Linked DNA regions of Mus musculus: region 2 is linked to region 1. The links are chromatin contacts, called in public promoter capture Hi-C maps. All regions are on one chromosome and are shown on one strand. Each heading gives the region's core, a stretch centred on a gene start, on an enhancer-like site or on the middle of the called end of the contact. The rest is flanking DNA. Distances are from core to core; before and after follow the strand shown.

Region 1 (4,976 bases), core at 582-3,081:
AGACTTACAACAGCTTCAGTGAAAATAATTTGTGTTCCCACATTCAATCCTGTTTGTAAAATTAAAATCCTGATATGGTGGTTAGTTTTGATTGATGACTCGGCACACTGTATAATCACCTGGGAAAAGAATCTTACTGAGGGATTGTCTAGATCCTGGTGACTGGTCAGCATGCAAGTAACATTATCTCAATCATGTTCTTTGCAATAGGAATACCTGCTCATTATAGGAGGCATCATTCCCTAGGAAGGGGGCTTCTGGATTGTATAAGAATGGAGAGAGTAAGTGAAGGTTAGTAGGCAAGCATGTGTCCTTTGAACTCTGCTCCTGATTATGGATGGGATGCAATCAGCTCTCTTAAACATCTGACTCTGTAGTTTCCCACCTATGATTGATTATAAGCTGGGATTGTGACCCATAGTAAAATCTTTCTTCACTAAGTTGCTTATGTAAGGATACTTTATCACAGCAATAGAAAGGGAACTAAGATACTTGGGTATTGAGGTACTGTGCCCACATAGCAACTATAGGAATGAGTGGGCAATGCCACTCCATATGATAGTGAGACATTCTTCATTTCACTCCCAAGTACCAATAAGGTACCTCCTTGTTCCACATAGTCTCCAGTTAGAAGCATGTGTGCTTGTTCCTTAGTCAATGGCACAAGGACAGTGGATGGTCACAGGGACTGTGAAGAATGGGCTCAGTCTCTGTTCCTTACTGCAGTTCCTACAACTAAGTCCCTACAGGTGCTGTGCTCTGACCCAGCAGCCTGGCACAGCTGTTCTACTCTAATTCTTAGCACATTCATCAAGAACGTGCATGGGAGATGCCCCTCATCATAGGCAGAAAACTGCTATAGAGCTGAGGTGGAGGAAGCCTGCAGTGTGGCCCAGAGCACAGGCCTGAAGTCCTCTGGGTCTAGAACTTACATGGCCGGCTGTGAGGTCCCATCTCTCACACCACTCCATGGCTCAGGGTCCTCAGGAGGTGCAAAGCGCAGTAGTCCTACAGGAGGCTTGGCAAAGGGGATTCCCAGGAAGGCATGGACACCAGATTTAGTGTCCTTCACGTGGACAAAGCTGCCTCTCACCTGACCCCTGTGGGTGTTCCTGATGGGGCTGGCTGAGTCCTGGCCTGTAAGTGGAGAGATGCCATCAGCTGTCACCACACTTGGGACTTTCTACCTCATCATCACCATGGTACATGGGGAAGGTAACCTGGGTCATCTCAGTTCAGTAGTAGGATGAGGAGATGAGGGCTTCTAGATTCCCTAGGGACAGACACCTTGTCCACTGACCCTCTTCCAAACTGTCAGGACTCTTCCCTAGTCAACAAAGTGACAGGCTTAGAGCCACTTGGCATTAGGAAGGAATTATTATCATTATCAATGTTGTAGGATTTCTAGCCACAAGCACACACAGAGGAGGGACATGTCCTGCTTGTTGTTCTGTCCCGGTTGTCTCCTCAGTATGTGCTAACCTCAGACATCTCTGATGCCCCCCCCCCGCCCCATGTGCCCTGGTGGGACATTACAAAGCACACATTCCCCACACTGTCACCTGTCATTCTCCACCAGCTCCTTTTCCCTTCCTGGTGCCTTCCATCCCACAAGCTCAGCCTCTGACTTTGCCGAACTGGGGCAGTTCTGACCCAAGTCCCCTGTGCTCATTTAGATAGTCTTACCATGCACATGCTGGAGGAGAAGCAGGAGCCCACAGGCAACAACACACAGCCAACCAGGAAGTCTAGCCAATGGCATGGTTGAATCTCAGGCCTAAACCTGTGCTGCTGCACATGAGAGTGTCACAGCAGGAAACAAAAACAGATCGGCCTGGTCCAAGCAGGAATTTGTACTTTTAGGGGTGTAGGTGTGGACATTTGATTGGATGGGGCAAAGTTCTTATTGCAGAAAAACTGATAAGGCAGAAGCCACAGGGAGACAAGAGCCAACAAGCAGGCAAAGCCACCTCTGCAGTTTCTCTTCCTTCCCTGGCCTCTTGGACAGACACAGCAGGGCATCTGAAGTCCTTCTGCAATGCCAGGATCCCTGACCTCCAATATGGAATCATGATTCCTGACTCTCTTCCTCACCATCCCAATGTAGGTGTTGGTATGAAGATCAGGGAGCAGAAAGCTGCAACAGGAGAAGCCACAGGGCTCTTGTCAATAGGTACACAGTCAGGATACTTCCTGTTGTGGAAGATTGACATTACAAGAATCATCATTTTAGTCATGTCCTGGGATTGGCCTTCAAGTTACTCTATGAATCCTGCAAAAGTTAGCACCCTGGGAAGATAAAGGTTTGTCATATTTAGGGTGCCTGGGAACGTGGGGATTAGAGGAGAGAACCCCGTAATGACAGAGAGAAACTGCTTAGGAGACACAGAGGCAGATGGAGCAACATTCATCTCCATTGTATGATGGCATAAGTATATAATGTTTTTAATAGAGGGCCCAGAGAAGATTTAGGGACATCAATAAATTAATAATATGGAATCTGAAGGTGAGTGATTGTGTCACAAGCAACCAAAGGATCTCAGAGGGCCTGTAAAAGTTAGAAATAAGTGTCTGTGCAAGGGCAGGCACTCAGGGAGACAGGGATAGGATGCTCTTCTGAACATATCTGGACCTTCTAATGTTTCCATTCTGTTGCCAAGACACACCTCACAGTCAAACATATTCACAGATGTTCTGAGCACATGAACATGAACCTCACAGTATCTCCAGGCTTTGAGGGCTGGAAAGAAACTTCAGCAGAGCCCCACAGAGAGAGAGACAGACCGACAGACAGACAGACAGACAGACAGACAGACAGACAGACAGACATATAGACAGAGAGATACACACAGGCACAAGCACTCCAAACACACACATACACAGATCCACACATATACACAGACTCACACACAGACACAAACACACAGCCATAGCCACAGACACACATACAGAATACATACACATGGCACCAGTCACTGATGCCTGACCATTCTTGTAACAGACAACAAATACTGAAATGGTTCTGCTTAGAGCCCAGCTATGCCCACAAAGCTTTCTCTTCTAAGAAAGAAAAAGCTATGAAATTCTGTGTGGTCAGGCAAAATGCCCATCTGGCTGTAAGCTAAAAAGCCATATTCTAGAACAAGAGCCATTGGTGGAACTCAAATTAGGTGAACACGTTTCTTCTTCATTTTCAGCTACTCTGTGCTGAAGACAGGATATTCTCTGTAGTCCAGATTGGCCTGCTACCTCAGCTTCTCGGGCTCTGGGTTTGCAAAGCATTCACCTCATATACATCTGCCCTAAGTAATCCTGGGCATCCCCCACAAGGCTCGGACAATCTGGTGTTCCCAAGAATGTTGCAGAATGGGGTGAGATGGGGGAGGGGATAAGATGCAACTCCATTCTGCTTCCAGTTGACACCAATTCTAAGCCCAGGAATCCAAACAAAGAATGTTCCAAACAGTAGTCACTAGTGAGTCAAGCAGATCTTGCTGCATGGAGAACCCTGGTGACCTTTCAGAGTCTGGTGACCCACAGCAGGGGGTCACAGGTGAGGTGAGTTCAGTGGATCGGACTGGGGAGGCTTAGGAAGAGGTCAATAACGTTTATACTATCAGATTGGAGAGGTCGGGGAGGAGGTGTGGGCGGGGACCATCAGTTGCAGCACACACAATCTGGGCATAACGCCATTCTGACTCAGAACACACATGCCATTTGCACTGAAATCCAACCTGCCCTTTCCCAGGTTATGTGCAGAGTGAAATGAACCCAGGGAATACTAAGGTCAACTGAGGCGTGGTGGGTACACAAGGAACTTCTGTATACCCTAATGACTCTGTACAGTGCCCTGTTGAAGGATGCCAGTCTGTTCTATCCTAGGGCTTGGCACACGCAGAGATACTTGGCACCATGAATATATTATATTATTATTATCTAAAAGTCCAGTAGCAGCTACAGCTACAAAAGCACTAAGGGGAAAGATCCACCTGCTCCTCTGTCCTCTGACTTGCAGGTCCAGCGTAACTCAGATCCCCTCACTCTGGGCTGGATCAGCCTGGGTGACCTCCTCTGGTATCCTTTGCTTGGTAGATAGATGGCTACTCTGTGTCTTTGGCTGTATACTTTGGTCTGTGCCCTTTGGCTGGGGCATTTGGAGTCAGTTATCTTTTTCCGCAGTGTGGGTTCTTCGGGTTGAACTCTGGCCACCAGTTTGGAGGCAGGTACCCTTAACTTGCCAAGTCATTCCACAGGCCCTGGTGAGGGAATTTGGAGACACACACTTCTAACAAGCTCTTCTGACATCGCTGTGAGCTAGTCCATCTCTGTAGTCTCAGCCTCTGAGTAAACAGAACTTTAACTAAGGTTCCCTATGTCCCCCTTAAGAGTCTTGCCATGCGTGAGGAGAGGGAGAAGCAGGAGCCCATAGGCTACAGCATTTAACCAGTTAGGAGGAAGTTAGTCCAGTGGTATCATGGACCTGTAGGCCCAAGTCTGTTTCCTGTGTTATTGACAGGAAACAACATTGGGATCTTTCTCAGCCAGGAATTTGGATCCAACGTGGAGTAGGTTGGCAGTTTGCTGAGACTGGGCAAAGTCATAGAACTTGAACTCTCTAGGCAGAGGTTGCAAGAGCCAGAAGGGAACAGAGGGCCAAGGCACCTCCACCATTCATGTTTCACCTTTAGCACCCATAGAAGGCACAACAGGACTCCTAAGGTCCTTCTAGGGTACCAGCAATCCTCTCTTCAAACCCAGAGTCACTGTGTTCACAGTCCTTTCAAGTAACGAGCCCAGGGCAAGTGTCAATGTGGGCAGGAGGCTGCGAAAAGCCAAAACTGGAAATATCGGGCAGTCTCCTCTAAGTAGATGTATGCAGAGGATATCTCAGGAGGAGAATAGGATGCAGCTCTGAGAAACGTGACATGGATAAAATGAGCATGCCCTGTACCCTGAAAACCTGCTTTCAGGACTTA
Region 2 (4,405 bases), core at 463-2,962, 190 kb before region 1:
TGTGATATTATTTATTCCCTTAAGTTTCCCCCTTGTAGTCTATGGTAACATGGAGTTGTGACCCATAATAAACAGTTTCTGTCTTAACCTGCTTTTTACCAGGTATTTTATCACAGCTACAAGAAACAAAATGAAGATACCAAGATAATGTTGTGCAATACCTACACAGGCACTAAGGGGTGCAGTGGACAATGTCCCAAAAACAATGTCCCAAAGACCCATGGGATGTTCTTTACCCTACTTCCAGAAACTCTCAGGACCTCTACTTCACACGTAATCTTCAGAGGAAGGTTTTATATGTTTCTTTGGACAATGGCACTTGGCTCCTTTGGTTGTATGAGGAACTGTAGAGGCTGGAGTTGTGAAAGGACACATCACTGCTGCCCTCCTGAGAGACTTATAGTACATTATACTTGACTCTGGGCTCTTGCTGGTTAAGGTGTTTATACTGACCTTTGTCCATAGACCTCATTTATGGTGGCAGAGATCACTTGGCATATTCTGAATCTAGGAACCATTCATATCTGTTTCTCACTGCAAAACTGAGAGATAACGTATAGGAACTGATCTTTGACCCAGGAGACTGGCAAAGTTTTTTCTATTAGAAGCCTTAGCTATGTATCTAAAAATGCACAACGCACTGCACATCATAGACAGAAAACTTCTATGGGGTTGAGAAGAAGGAAGCATTTCATTTGCTCCCAGAGCTTAAAGCATGCTTTTACCCCCGGCCTGCAATTGTCTAGGTCCAAAACTTACATGTTTGGATGTGAGGTCCCATCCCTCACCCCACTCCATGGCTCAGGGGCCTCAGGAGGTGCAAAGCGCAGTGGTCCTACAGGAGGCTTGGCAAAGGGGATTCCCAGGAAGGTATGAACAGCGATGTCAGTGTCCTTCACGTGGACAAGGCTGCCTCTCACCTGGCCTGTGTGTGTGTTCCTGATGGGGCTGGCTGAGTCCTGACCTGTGGGTGGAGATGCCAACATGGTTAGTTTTGCCCAGGCAGTTGCCACTACATGGTTTATTCCCACCTTATTTTCACTAAGTGCCCATGGGGAAGGGAATTTGGGGTGTGTAGGCTCAGGTGTGGGATGTGCGAGTAGGAGCTTCTACATAACCCCCAAGCCAGGAACATTACTTATACTCCTTTTGAATGGTAGCAGGGCATGTCTCTAAGGAGGAGACATGCTCAGAGCCACTTGACAGCATGGATGTATTCTTTTCATCATCACCGAAAGGTCTGTAGCAGCCACAGTCACACAGGGAGAGAGGAAATGATACCTTTGCTCTCTTTCCTCTAACCTTCAGGTGCAGCACTTCTTAGCCCTTCTTCCACTGGAATGATTGTTTTTGGAAAGGGGTGTTCATAGGTATTGCTGACCCTCTATGTGCAGCAGGGTTCACTCTGTGGGCTTTGGTGAAGGCATTGGGAGGCACACATTTTCCACCCTTTTTATCTGCCATCTTTACCAGCTTTTCCCTCCCTGGTGACTTCCCTCCCACAAACGAACCTGCTGACTCCGAGGAACTGAGCAGCTCTGACCTGTTCCTCATTGCTCACTGAATGACTCTCACCTTGCACATGCAGAACGAGAAGCAGGACCCCACAGGCCACAGCATTCAGCCATCCAAGAAGTTTGTATAGTGGCATAGTCAGCTCTTAGATCTGAGTCTGTGTTGCTCCAGGATATCTGTGTGCTATGGACAGGAAATAAAAGATGTGGGTCTTGCCTAGGCAGGAATTTGGACCTAAAATAAAGTAGGCAGGAAATTCACTAGGGCGGGGCAAAGTTCGTATTGCCAAAGAAGAGCAGGCCAGCAGGAAGCCAAAGCAATCTCTATTCCTGCTCTTTGGCCTCCTAGAAAGGTATATCATGCCATCTGAAGTCCTTCTGTAACACAGGGAGTCCTATATTCAAGCCTAAGTCAATTCAAACCATGATCACTGTCCTTGTACTCATTGGGCAGATGTTAGTGTTGTTCTGGAGTTCAGAGAACAGGAATCTGTAACAGAGACAGCCTGGGGGGCTTCTTCAAGTAGGTATGTATTCAAGATAAGAGAGGGGAGGGGGAGGGAGGGGGAGAAGAGAGGGAAGGAGGGAGAGAATGTGTTCAGAATATGTCCATTACAGTGATCTTAGGGTCTATATGGACCCCTCCACATGTGTCCTGGCTATTTCACTGAAACACCACAATGTGGCACTTCGCAAGTCTCATTCCTTATTCACACCACCTCTGTAATATATGTTTCCTCTTTTAGCCAGCTCCTGCTGAGATCAACTTTCATAGTTCTTTATCTACTTAAGGAGCACTTTCCATTTTTTTCTATTTCTTTCTTTCTTGTGCATGTGTTTATATGCATGTGTGAATGCCATGCCACACATGTGAAATGCCTCTTCCGTCAGTCAGATCATTCCACCATGTGGATATAGGGGACCCATTTTAGGTCTCTGGCCTTTTGAAAATTCCTTGGCACATTGTGCCATCTCCTGGTCTTCACTTAGCAAACATTTACTCAGGTCCTGCTAGTCTAACACTGAACTCTCAGTGTCTGAGCTCTCAGAGTCTATGATAAAGCCAAAGGTACAGGTCTACACTAGGTGTGTAATAATCACAAAGAACCCTGGCAGAACACACCAAAGAGTACAGGACTAGGAGCTCCCACAATGCCCAACGGATCTCCTAGAGGGCATGATACAGGGATCAAAGTAAGCCTGAAGTCTGAGAATTTGCCTTCACTCTGTATTTCCAGATCCTGATAATTTATGGGCCTAGCACTGCGGGCGGAGCTACATCCTTAAGGCTTCTCTGTCTCTGCAAGCATGATACAGCCAAGCCTTTCCCTACCAACACTGGCTATTGTTTCAATGTAGTGGCTGCAATGCACTCCTGACCAGTCTGCTGTCCCAGCCCTCACTGGCTGCTCCTCTCCCTCCTCTCAGTTCCTTGAGCAAAGAAACTGATGCGCTGTAGGGCTACGAGGTCGTCTTCAGTTCCTTCTTTCTCAGGGTCAAGGAATCAGCATCTTCAAGTTTTCAGGGCTTCCTGGTGCTTCCTCTTAATACAAGACTTTCTCAGCTCTACTGGTGTAGTGGTTTGAAAGAGAATAGCCTTTACAGACTCATATATTTGAATGTTTGCTTTCCAGTTGATGGACTGTTTTGGAGGAATTAGGAGGTGTGCTCTTGTTGAAGGAGGTTTGTCACTGGGGGTGGGATTTGAAGTTTCAAAAACCCATGCCAGGACAAGTCTCTGCTTTCTGCTTATGGATCAGAATGTAAACTCTCAGCTACTGCTCCAGCTCCGTTCCTGCCTGCCTGCTGCCATGCTGCCCACCAGGATGATGGTTCTGAACTCATCCTCTGAAATGTAAGGAAGCCCCCAATTAAATGCTTTCTTTCACAAGTACTCTTGGTCATGGAGTTATCTATAGAACAGTAACTGGGAATGCTGGGAAGGGGTGGTAGAACCCATGGGCTTTGTTACTTACTGCACATTTATCCAGAGACCCTCATGTTGGTAATTGCCAAGGCCATAGCAAATATGTGGAATGAAGAAGACTCTCAGGTGCATTTCTTGGAAGAAGTGGAGAGTGAGCTCAGGAACAGGGAGAAGTGGGGGAAGCAGAAGCTCAAATTCTATTGAAACACCTGCAATAGATACTCCTTCACACCGATTCGGTGCAAAGATATGGGGTCACCAGTGTCCTCAAACATGCCTGGAGGAGATAAGAATGATACAGTCATAGAAGACAGCTTGGCCCAAAGAGAAGAAAATATTAAGCTAAAAAACAAAACAAAACAAAACAAAACAAAACAAAACTAAAACAAAACAAAACAAAACAAACCCTGTGTTTGAGAAAGTTCACAAGAGCTTGATGGGAAGTAGTAGGAATCAGGTTGCTCAGGTGTGTATTAACTGGGGAGTGGGTAAATGTGTTGAGTGCATATGTAGAATGGCATTGTTTAGCAAAGGACGCAATGCTTGAATAAATTGTACCTAGTAATGAGACTAGTCACAAAGAATTCCTTTTCATGATAGGACAGCCCAGAGCCCTGATGTTTTCAAATTTTATGCAGTTTACAAACTCTTCCATCAGAAAGAAGTCATATGGTTGCTAGGGAGCAGAGACCAGGTGATGATTAACAGGAAGGATCATGAGTGGATTTTTTTTTTTTATACTTGAAGTGTGGGTTGTTGCTTATCTCATACTCTTATGCAGATTTACCAAGATATGCTGATACATGGTAAACTTACGCCCATAGAAATCACCTGACAATGAATCTTCCCAGTGGTAAGAGGGCTTCTTAGCATCTAAAACACCTTTGTGGAATGTCCTATATATCAGCAGAAATAAGTATCCCACAGAGGTGTGTTTACAGCAGGAGCTCAATAATGCTGTTGG

Evidence for each region. Promoter capture Hi-C pulls out the DNA fragments that hold promoters and counts their contacts.
Region 2: a contact with region 1 is called in a promoter capture Hi-C map of liver, with 9 times the contacts expected there. The contact joins the promoter of Ces2e here to the promoter of Ces2a in region 1. A contact is called at or near these places in 7 of 39 promoter capture datasets (cranial neural crest, embryonic stem cells, liver and 2 more), 3 of 484 Hi-C or Micro-C datasets (liver, muscle stem cells and nephron progenitors), 2 of 115 datasets of contacts at active chromatin or transcription factors (hepatocytes and intestinal villus epithelium) and 3 of 9 other capture datasets (adipose tissue, embryonic stem cells and liver).

What each region holds. Positions count from the first base shown.
Region 1 is chr8:104,730,858-104,735,833 of GRCm38.p6, reverse strand. It overlaps Ces2a (carboxylesterase 2A), which reads right to left and starts at 1,831. Exons shown (of 12, transcript NM_133960.5): 1 at 1,687-1,831; 2 at 933-1,137. The coding sequence starts at 1,762.
Region 2 is chr8:104,923,567-104,927,971 of GRCm38.p6, reverse strand. It overlaps Ces2e (carboxylesterase 2E), which reads right to left and starts at 1,712. Exons shown (of 12, transcript NM_172759.3): 1 at 1,576-1,712; 2 at 760-964. The coding sequence starts at 1,651.